Regions from separate parts of the Oryzias latipes genome. Here region 1 is linked to region 2. Evidence: chromatin contacts called from public Hi-C data. All regions are on one chromosome and are shown on one strand. The core of a region is the stretch at or near the end of the contact, and the rest is flanking DNA. Distances in the headings are between cores, read along the strand shown. Region 1 has its middle 19 kb from the start of vrk1. Region 2 holds the start of bcl11b (B-cell lymphoma/leukemia 11B).

Region 1 (4,804 bases), core at 1,490-3,989, 450 kb before region 2:
AAGCGGAAAAAAGGTAGCTGCTGGATGACCTCCATTGCTGTTGTAAGTTTCGACCTGCATGTGGCGTGATGATCTAACTTTGAGTGGAAGTGGTCACCTGAATTCCCTGGACCATTCTAAACTGGACCGTACCGGACCGGACCGCTCAGTGGAAACTAAGCCATAATGTACCATGGCAACTACACAAGCATAGCTCTGAAACCTTCAAGAGCAAAGTGCTTATGTCATCTCTGAAGGTCAGACAGTGCTAACTTAAGAGTTGAGCAAGACAAAAGTGTTGATCAGCTGAATTATCAATAAACTTCCTATAAGGAAAGAGAAGAACATGGACATGTTATTTCACGTGCTCAACTCTGCGGGCGTGTCTCCTGGTTAGTGTGGAGTTGACATCATCTCTAACAAAATATTAGGAGAGCATCAACTTATTAAAAGAAGTTCTTGGGATCAGCCCCCATCAGTCTCTCCAACAAGTTCTGGTTGAAAACTGTGTTCTTCGTCTCTCAGAGGATTGCAAGCAGCAGCCTGTGGTGTTCTGCGTCTCCAGACGACAGATAAGGAAGAAGATGGACTGAAACAATGGGTCCGAAAATATCGTCCATTTCATCAGCCAATTTCACAGCATGAGGCCACAACAGAGGAAGGCAAGCCGTCCCCACTAATTAGACTCAAACCACATGTCCAAATTTAGTTTTAGAGATAAATGCACTCACAGAAACGAAGGTGCTAATAGGGCTATTTGACCAACTCCCAAATGAAATGTCTTTGTTTGCCTTCTGGTCTACCTCACCTTAGAGTGCAGTCCCAAAGGACTAGTGCTTTTCCTCATCATCTTCGACTCACCATCATGGTACCTGAAGAACGTCTGTTTTCCAAAAGCTTCCACTCCTTTTTAAAACAAAGAAATAAATGAAGTGACATGTAGGGAGGCTTGTCTTGTATAGAATAAGAACAGGGCTGTAATTAAACACCACTTCCACATTAGACACATTGATTGAATCAGTTGTTAATATCATCATATTGACGAGAGCAGCCTAAAGAGCAGAATTAGCAATAGTACTATAATCAGCATCTAATCAGTTTCTTCGTGTTTTTGTGGGTTCCTGTTTGTTGAGTTGAAACCATTCTTGATTCCTAAAAATCTCTTGATTTCTCTGATACTTGTTTTAATCAAAGACGAGACAGACATGATGAAAGCAGAAAAAAATTATTAATGATCCAGATGAGTTACCAGGTCTTCAGGCCTTTGGTGAACTTCCACAAAATTTCAATTAAATATAAACTTTATTGTAATTGAAACATGACAAAATATTCAGTTTTAAGTCAACATGTGTGAACGCACAAGGATCTTTTAGGAAATATTTCTTCATTATCTTAACACAATAGAAAACCCTCTCAGATTTACTTTTAAAAGTTAGATTAGATATTTTCTTTTCTGGGCTTTGAATCTCCTCTGAACATCCCATCCATCATGGTGCCGTAGGTTGAGATGGCACATAGACTTCCCATGATGCTAAGTTGTAGTTTTCTCTTTGTTACAGTAAAGGTTACATTGTTTATTTATTTCAATGTGTTACATCCAGATGAAAAAACTTTTTTTTCAATCCATGCAGGCTTAGTGCTCCAGTGTCTTATTTGTGGATTCAGTAGTTATAGATAAATTATGACATTTAGAAGAATTGAACTTGAAATAAATTTGTAAAGGAGTTCTGTGGTTGGGTTGTCCTCGCCAGCTTTCAAGGATGGTCCTAGGATGGATCCAGATTAAAGTCAAAGGTCAAATAATTTCAAAAGGACTTCAAATGAAGACCAAGTCTAAAACTTCAACAGTCATGAGTTTAACCAGTGACTGCACATTAAATACTGGTGTTACCAGTCTAAAGCCTCCAGGTGCATTTGAGCTACTAGATTCTGACCCAGAACCTCAAATAACTCACAACTCAACACATCCCAACCCACCTGAATGCAGAATGAAAAGCGGTGCTGCTTATTATTCTGACCGGGAGCGGTGATTTAATGTTGTCTCAGACAAGAAAATAAGAAAGGACGGTGCAGGTTAATCTCCCTCACACATACAAAACAGCAAACATGCTTGCACCCCGTCTCCTCACCCCTCCAGCCATATCAGCAATCTAAAATTTCACTTACATTCCAATTGAATACAAGCTATCATCACCGGCTGGCTTTATCTGCTGTGATGTATACCCACAAGCTGAAAGAGGGAGGACAACGCGCAACCTATTTGTGTTTATGGCTTTGCAGGGGAAAGAGATAAATGACCTCCTGTTTTTATTTGGTTTTAATGAAGTAGGGACCGAGGGACTCCCAAGCATCCCTCCTCTCTCCCCGCCTGTCCTCTTCCTCCACCCACTGCTTGTTCTTTATTTGTGACCTAGATGCAAGAAGGCTGACAAAGGACACAGGTTACAGGAGAAGCTCCACCAGAGAAGAATGGACACAGAGATGTTAACCTCCGCGATCTCATAAGCTAAGAGGAGGTCTCCCCTGGGCGGGGAGGTCGGCTGGGAGCAGGACAGCTTGGGACAGGAACATTTTGTGTGGCCTCCACATGTCTGCCGCACCAAATGGCCGCACCGGCTCGCCGTTAATTGGACGCTCGGGCCTCCAATTAAGGCCACGGCTCAAAAGGCGGCTGGGGAGGAAAACACGGGCGACGCATTCGCATGCATAAACACGGCCGACCCTCCTACGGAGCTTTCCTTGGGACTTCATTAAGAGTGTAGTGAAGGGGCTCCTGGGGGAGAAGGGACACATGCATCCACGGAGTTAACACACAAACCTGCGTTACTGTGTACACACAGGTTGTTAGAAGCAGCTGGAGACCTGCTTAAATATACCCAGCTCCTCCTCATGCACACCTCCCACCTTACCGCCTTTGTTCCGCTCTTCATTCAGGTTCTCCTCCAGGCTCCACAAACCTTCAGTGACTGTGTTCTGATCTACGCTCACACTAAAGTCTGTTCAAACCAATGACCTGGGCAATTCTTATCTTTGATTGGTTGAATTGGTTCACTTTTGTCATGCAGAAAGTTGGTTGTTTCTAGTTGCTTTGAATCACATTCATTCACTGGTGTCAGAACTCAATAACGACCAATCTTGAAGGGATAACAAGGTTGTTTCAAACAGTTTGAACTTTATTTCAATGGTATAAAATATTTGTTCCATGCTGATAGTACAGAAATTTAACTCTACCAAAGATAAGAATCTGGTCAGACAATGCTCACAGAAACCCTAAGAAACATCTCTGATCCTACAGACTTTGGCTAGCATATCAAACTTTGAGCTTTGTAAAAAAACAATTAGAGAAGCACCAAATTGTAACAGTTTGTTTTGGAAAAGATGCAGTGGAAAAGCTTCTTCTGTCTTTGAAGTAGATTACAATACAGTTTTGATTTGTACAGTTGCATCTGAAAAAAACCCTGGAAATCTGGAGTAGGTGGAAACAAGTGTACATTTCAGCTCATAAACCTTAAAAACCACCTGCAAAGAAAATAAGAGAGAAAAAAATCTGTTAAACCAAGCTGAAGCTGTAAAAATATTGGTGCATGACTCTCAGTTCAGAAGAGACTGATTGTGTTTGAAAGGATCTTCTCGTCTCCACAGGTACCAGAGAGCATGTTGTGAGATCACCTCCAAGCTTTTTGTTTGGGCACGCTGCGTGCCTGTTAGCACCTCGCTCTTTATTTATTTATTTTCTTCTGAATGTAATGAAAAACAGAAGAGCTGTTAATATTTAAAAAGGTCGAGTGTTTCCCGGAGTGTTGCGTGTCTGAAGGATGGTCCTCGGGGAGGCTGAGCCGCCGCTCTGCTGCTTCTTCTGCTCAACAAAAGACTTGAAGACGGCTGCAAAGATGCATGATGGCTTTTGTCGTCTGGTCATGCTTGTTCCATGTTTCACGGGTGAGAGCATTTGTTCTCTCATTAACTTTTAACAACAGCTGAGAAATGTATTAGTGCTCCGACTGTGTTTGTGTCTTTGTGTTGATGTGAGCACACCACTTTGTCTGCTTTGGGTGGAGAGTTTGTCAGTTCATCAAACCATTAAGAGGCAAACATTGGCCTAAATTTCATGGGATAGATTCCTGGATAACGTTGTTCTCTGATCATCTTCACATATGTTATTGGATTCATGAAGCAGTGTGTGTCGTAATCAAAACAAAAAAGGTAAAGCACGACCAACTTTAAGCAGCAAGATCAATTTACATTGGTGGACAAAATTGTTGGTACCCCTCAGTTAAAGAAAGAAAGTCCACAATGCTCACTGAAATGACTTGAAAAATTCATAAGTAACAATAAATTAAAATTTATGGAAAATTAAATAATCAAAATCAGCCATTACTTATGAGTTGCTGATTAACAGAATTATTTAAAAAAAAATGAAATAGGGCTGGACAAAAATGATGGTACCCATAACTTAATATTTTGTTACCCAACCTTTTGAGATAATCAATGAAACGGTTTCTGTATTTGTCAATGAGCCTTCTGCACCTGCCGACAGGTATTTTGGCCCACTCCTCATGAGCAAACTGCTCCAGTTGTCTCAGGTTTGACGGGTGTCTTCTCCAAATGGCATGTTTCAGCTCCTTCCACAGATGTTCAATGGGATTCAGATCTGGGCTTATAGGAGGCCACTTCAGAATAGTCCAACACTTTTCTCTTAGCCATTTTTGGGGGTTTCTGGCTGTGTGTTTTGGATCCTTGTCCTGTTGGAAGACCCATGACCTGCGACTGAGACCAAGCTTTCTGACACTAGGCAGCACATTTCTACCCAGAATGCCTTGATAAT
Region 2 (4,518 bases), core at 117-2,616:
AATTATTTCAAACAGAATTGAAGCAGCTGCGGCCTCCTTTCGCGCACGCCCTGACCAACTGGCGCAATGTAACAGTCCACATATATGAGTTTGATATTCGCATGATAGACTTTGAGGGCGCGTGGCTGTTTAACCGCGCCAGGTGTGTGACCTCGCGCTCAAAAGTTCAACATTTTCGTTCTTATTTAGAAGATTGACGTGCATTAAAACCAAAGCGCCGCAGTTCAGGGGACTAAGAGTTTGTGTTTGACCTAATGTCCAAAAGGTAATACCCGGGGTCAGACCTGGAGGCCTCTTCATCCCTCTCCTCTTCCTCCATCCATCCATCCGCGTTATTACGCGCAGGAGGACACGCTGCACACGCGCATTTTCCGTGCTGGAGCTGGGGTCACAGAGGTGGTGGATCCGGAACCTCTTTATCTAACCTCCGCTGATAGAAGAAAAAGGTTTTGAGGGTTTTTTGTGTTTGTATGTAGCTGACACTCACGCGCCTCAAGCCCCACGCGTGCCTTCACAGATCCGGATAAGCCCCTCGTCCTTGCCTCCTGATTGGCTCATCAGTCAGATGGGCGACAGGTGCATCATTTCTTTTACTTTTCGGAGGTGATTTCTCACTTAAAGGCCATCAGTGTGAGTTATGGCGGACGGCTCCCTGCTTCACCCCGCCTTCATTTGCATATATATGTGCGGCTGTTTGTTTTTATGTTAATGCTAAATAACCCCCCCCCTCCCCTCTCCCCCCCCTGTCGGTTAAATTCCAATCAGAGGGACGTGGAGGTGTCCTTCCAAGTTTTAAGATCACTTTGCCAGCAACTGTTAGCGCTGATTTTGATGTTTATGTGTTCGCACGCAGGCTGGCGCATTAACGGGGACGCGAGGGAAAGTGTCGCGTGCGCGTGGACGCACACCTTGAGAAGGGCGTGACAGGAATCGGAGATGCAAACTCCAGTCTTACTGCCTGTCAGGAGTCAGCAATGTGGGTCATGAGCACCAACCCGCTTTAGTCGATTTGGAATAGACGCCCCCAAACAAAACTCTTGAATTATTTCACACTTTCACACTACCAGCGGGGAGGCCCAAAGGTCATGACCTGGGTTGGCGCTGATTGATATAAAACGCAGATACATCAGATGTGAAGCAGATCCGAACATCCTTTCACATGAACAGAAGTTAAAGATGGAGTTTCCACGCCTTCAGCCGCAGCCATCGAGCCTTTAATGTCAGCTTCATCCGTTAAAGTCCCATTGTCTTTTGTCCTGCAGTCAGCAGTGATGAAGAACAGCAGCTGAGCTGCTCTCTTGATGACCCTGGAAGATCAGGCCAGCGGTGCAACAGCACCCTCTATTGGCAGCCTCATGCAAACCCGCCTGCGCTGCGTTCTCCGGTAAAGCAACAGCTTGTCATTTACAGCAGGCATTGAACGCAACGCAGAATTCCAGTCGTCAAAGTTTGGGTTAGTCCATTAAAAAGGGGGCACAGTTATTGCTTCCACAGGAGCATTGACATCTGCACACACCCAGAACATTTATTTATTCCTCTGTTTTTAAAGAGAATCCTTCTCATTCTAGCTTGACGTGATAAGCTCTAGAAACCAGAAATGATCTCAACTCAACAAATGTATAAGGGATAATTGTCAGATTTGGCATCTATTTGTCTTTCTTATTTTGCGGTTTTGTTTTTGGTATTTCTTTTCTATTTTTCCTTTGTTTTTTTGAATGTCATGGGGTTGTTGTTTTGTTTTCTTCTTCTTTCCACAGTGAACTACATCTTAATTGTGCATTGTGTCCTTGTGAGAAATGTTTAAATTGTGTCTTTAAAATGAATAAAGTTTAAGTCATAAAAAAGAAACATTTGTTCCAGCACAATTACAGCTGCGATACGGTAGTCCATATTGATCATTGTTCTTATTTTTATTAAATGAGGCACCCTGCTAATTAGCTTTTCATTACAAATGATAGATGAAAACGTCCTTTCAAATGAAAAAAAAGTCAATTGAGAAGAAAGGATCGGCCACATCTAGCTTTTTGAAAGAAAAGAAAAAGAAATTAGGAAACAATGGACCCATCTTTGGTGATTTTGGAAAATATTTGACAAAAATCCGTCCAAATATGCATGAATTCTAATTCACAGCTGAACTGAACAATCGAGAAGAAAGTGAGGAACACACACGTGTTCCTCACACACATGCAGAGGGAAGTGGAGGTCCAGCGCTTATCTGGTTGAGCTGCAACTGACTGGTGTGTTAGTGCAGAGGAGACAGAGCTGAGCCCATCCATCACCATGATGGAGGAGAACGTCTCTACTCAGGAGCAACTTCATTCAAGGAATCAGGTGTTAAAGCTAAACTGTTTGGAGCAGCAGCAGCATGTATGACACATTTCAAGACCATTGAAAGGGCCTTCAAATAAAATACAGTCAAGCTTTTGCACGATTTAAAAAATATATTTGAGTGGAAGCTTGATCTGATCCTCCTGTCAAGAATCCACAGAACGTCGGAGAACAAACTGAAGCTGTGTGAAGCAATCTGGAGGTTCTGGTGCTGTCCTTCAGCCGCCGACCTCTGTCCATTAACCTGCCACACTCAACTCAACTCAACATGTTTGCCATCCCTGAGAAGACTTTTTCCTTCATCAAGCCCAAAAATGTTCTACACTTCTTCAGTGTTCTTTGTGTTGTTGGGAGTCAGTCTGTAGAAATAATTAGTTTGACCATCACAGATGGAAATCCTTCATCAGATTTTGCTCCGTCTCTCTGTCTGAGCTCGGTTTGCTGTACTCCGCTGCCCTCTCCTGGCCGCTGCTTCAGGTGGATTCCATGTTCTCCTGATGAAACCCCTCTAGAGAGAGACCTTTTTCACAAATTCATAGAGTTCAGATCATTTTTCAAGTCACTTCCTCCTTTATTGATACTTCCCTAAACTGAGGTCCATTTCTGTCTCCAGTTGCCGTCTCCCCATTCCACCTTTCATCCTCGTCTTCTGCTCTCCTCGGTGATTTGGCCTGACAGTCAGGCTGCTGGGCAAAAGAGCACAAAGTGCCAAAGCCATCATGTCACACAGCCTGTGTCCACCTGAGCGACCGGGCCGCAGTAATGCCTGATGTGGTCAGAGGAAGTGTTGGCTGGCAGGTCTGGAGGAGTCTGGCTCAGGCCTGGGAGGTCTGATGAAGATAAGGTGGGACACGGACGCCGGGCCTCTTCACGCTCACCGGTCAGCACACCGCAGCGCCTGGCCAAGTGTGCGCATGGGGGGATCAGATCTCATCCGAGATGATTTTGTCAACTCTCGGCCCTTTCAGTGACGTCTCCTGACAGGCCATCACACCGGGAGAAAGACCAGAGGGAAGGAGGGGAGTCTGGGAGGAGAGCTGGAACTTTGTGAAACATTTAATGGCACTTACCCATTCCGTTTTAAACATCTAATGTAATTATGAAGCAACTCCCAGGAAATACTGCAGATGTATGCAGTACAGGAGCGTGTCAGCTAACTGTTATGATTGTGCTTTAAATGGATTTTTTGGTCTGCAGTTCATATCGTTATTCATTACGTCTCAATCAACAACAACAAATCTTTTTGGAATATCTCAATTAGCCTTCCATTACATTTCTAGTAGGAACTTTGATGATATAATTTCTGACAAAACCACACTTGACCAAACATGAAGTGTTGATTCAGTATTTTTTAGCTGTGAGAAAAGACAGAATGTAAAAAAAAGTCACTCCTTTTTCACGCTCTCCATTACTCTGGACTGTTGACCCTAGACGCTTAAAATCCTCCACCTTCTTCATCTCTTCTCCCCGTCACCTCACTTTTTCCTTTGGGCTCCTCTCATTCACACACATGTACTCCGTCTTGCTGCTGCGAACCTTCATTCCTCTCCTTTTCTGGGCAAACCTCCATCTCTCTAAATCCTTCTCCACCTGTTCCCTCACTACAAATCACAATATCGTCTGCAAACATCATAATCCACAGTGATTCGTGTGTATGATTATGCAGAAAAGAAGTATTTAACCAACAACAAAAGTTACCCTCAATAATTTGTCATGTAACCCAGGTTGGTCATGACAGAGGTCAAAAGTTTCCAGTAGGTCTTCAGCAAGCACTGTAGCTGCTATTTTTGGTCCATTCTTCCATGCAGATCTCCTCTAAAGCTGTTGGGGTTGTTGCTGGGCAACTCTTCTTCCATAGATTCAATGTTGGATTGAGGCTCAGAGACTGGCTAGACTACTCCAGAACCTTGAAATGCTTTATTTCAGTAGCACCTCCTTTGTCCTGCTGGAAGATCCGGACATGTTTTTATCCTCAGCACCATCACTAATGGAAGGAGTTTTGTTTTGTTTTTTTGTCCCAAATCTCACCATATATGACCCAACTCGTCCTTTCCTTCAAACAGCTCATTTGTTCCGTCCTCTTTGGAAGAAACTGGTCCCAAATTTGGAAGCATTTTTCAATCATAGAGATTTCTGAACATTTTGAAGATGAGTCATAAATTACTTTTTTAGTTGCCACCAACATTAAAG

The links. Hi-C and Micro-C count contacts between places; a contact is called where the count stands out from the background.
Region 1: a Hi-C map of embryo shows a contact between it and region 2, with 2.4 times the contacts expected there. The contact joins the enhancer-like site here to the promoter of bcl11b in region 2. A contact is called at or near these places in 2 of 5 Hi-C or Micro-C datasets (embryo and fibroblasts).

The regions. Positions count from the first base shown.
Region 1 is chr22:3,839,091-3,843,894 of ASM223467v1, reverse strand. No RefSeq gene overlaps it. Among protein-coding and RNA genes, the nearest start is that of vrk1, 19 kb to the left of the region's middle. Within about 2 kb of position 2,739, at least 1 of the 8 cell types and tissues checked has an H3K27ac peak or open chromatin away from gene starts, as enhancers often do. A contact at or near this core is called in embryo, where this site is marked.
Region 2 is chr22:3,392,109-3,396,626 of ASM223467v1, reverse strand. bcl11b (B-cell lymphoma/leukemia 11B) reads right to left here and starts at 1,366. Exons shown (of 3, transcript XM_023951914.1): 1 at 285-1,366. The coding sequence starts at 327.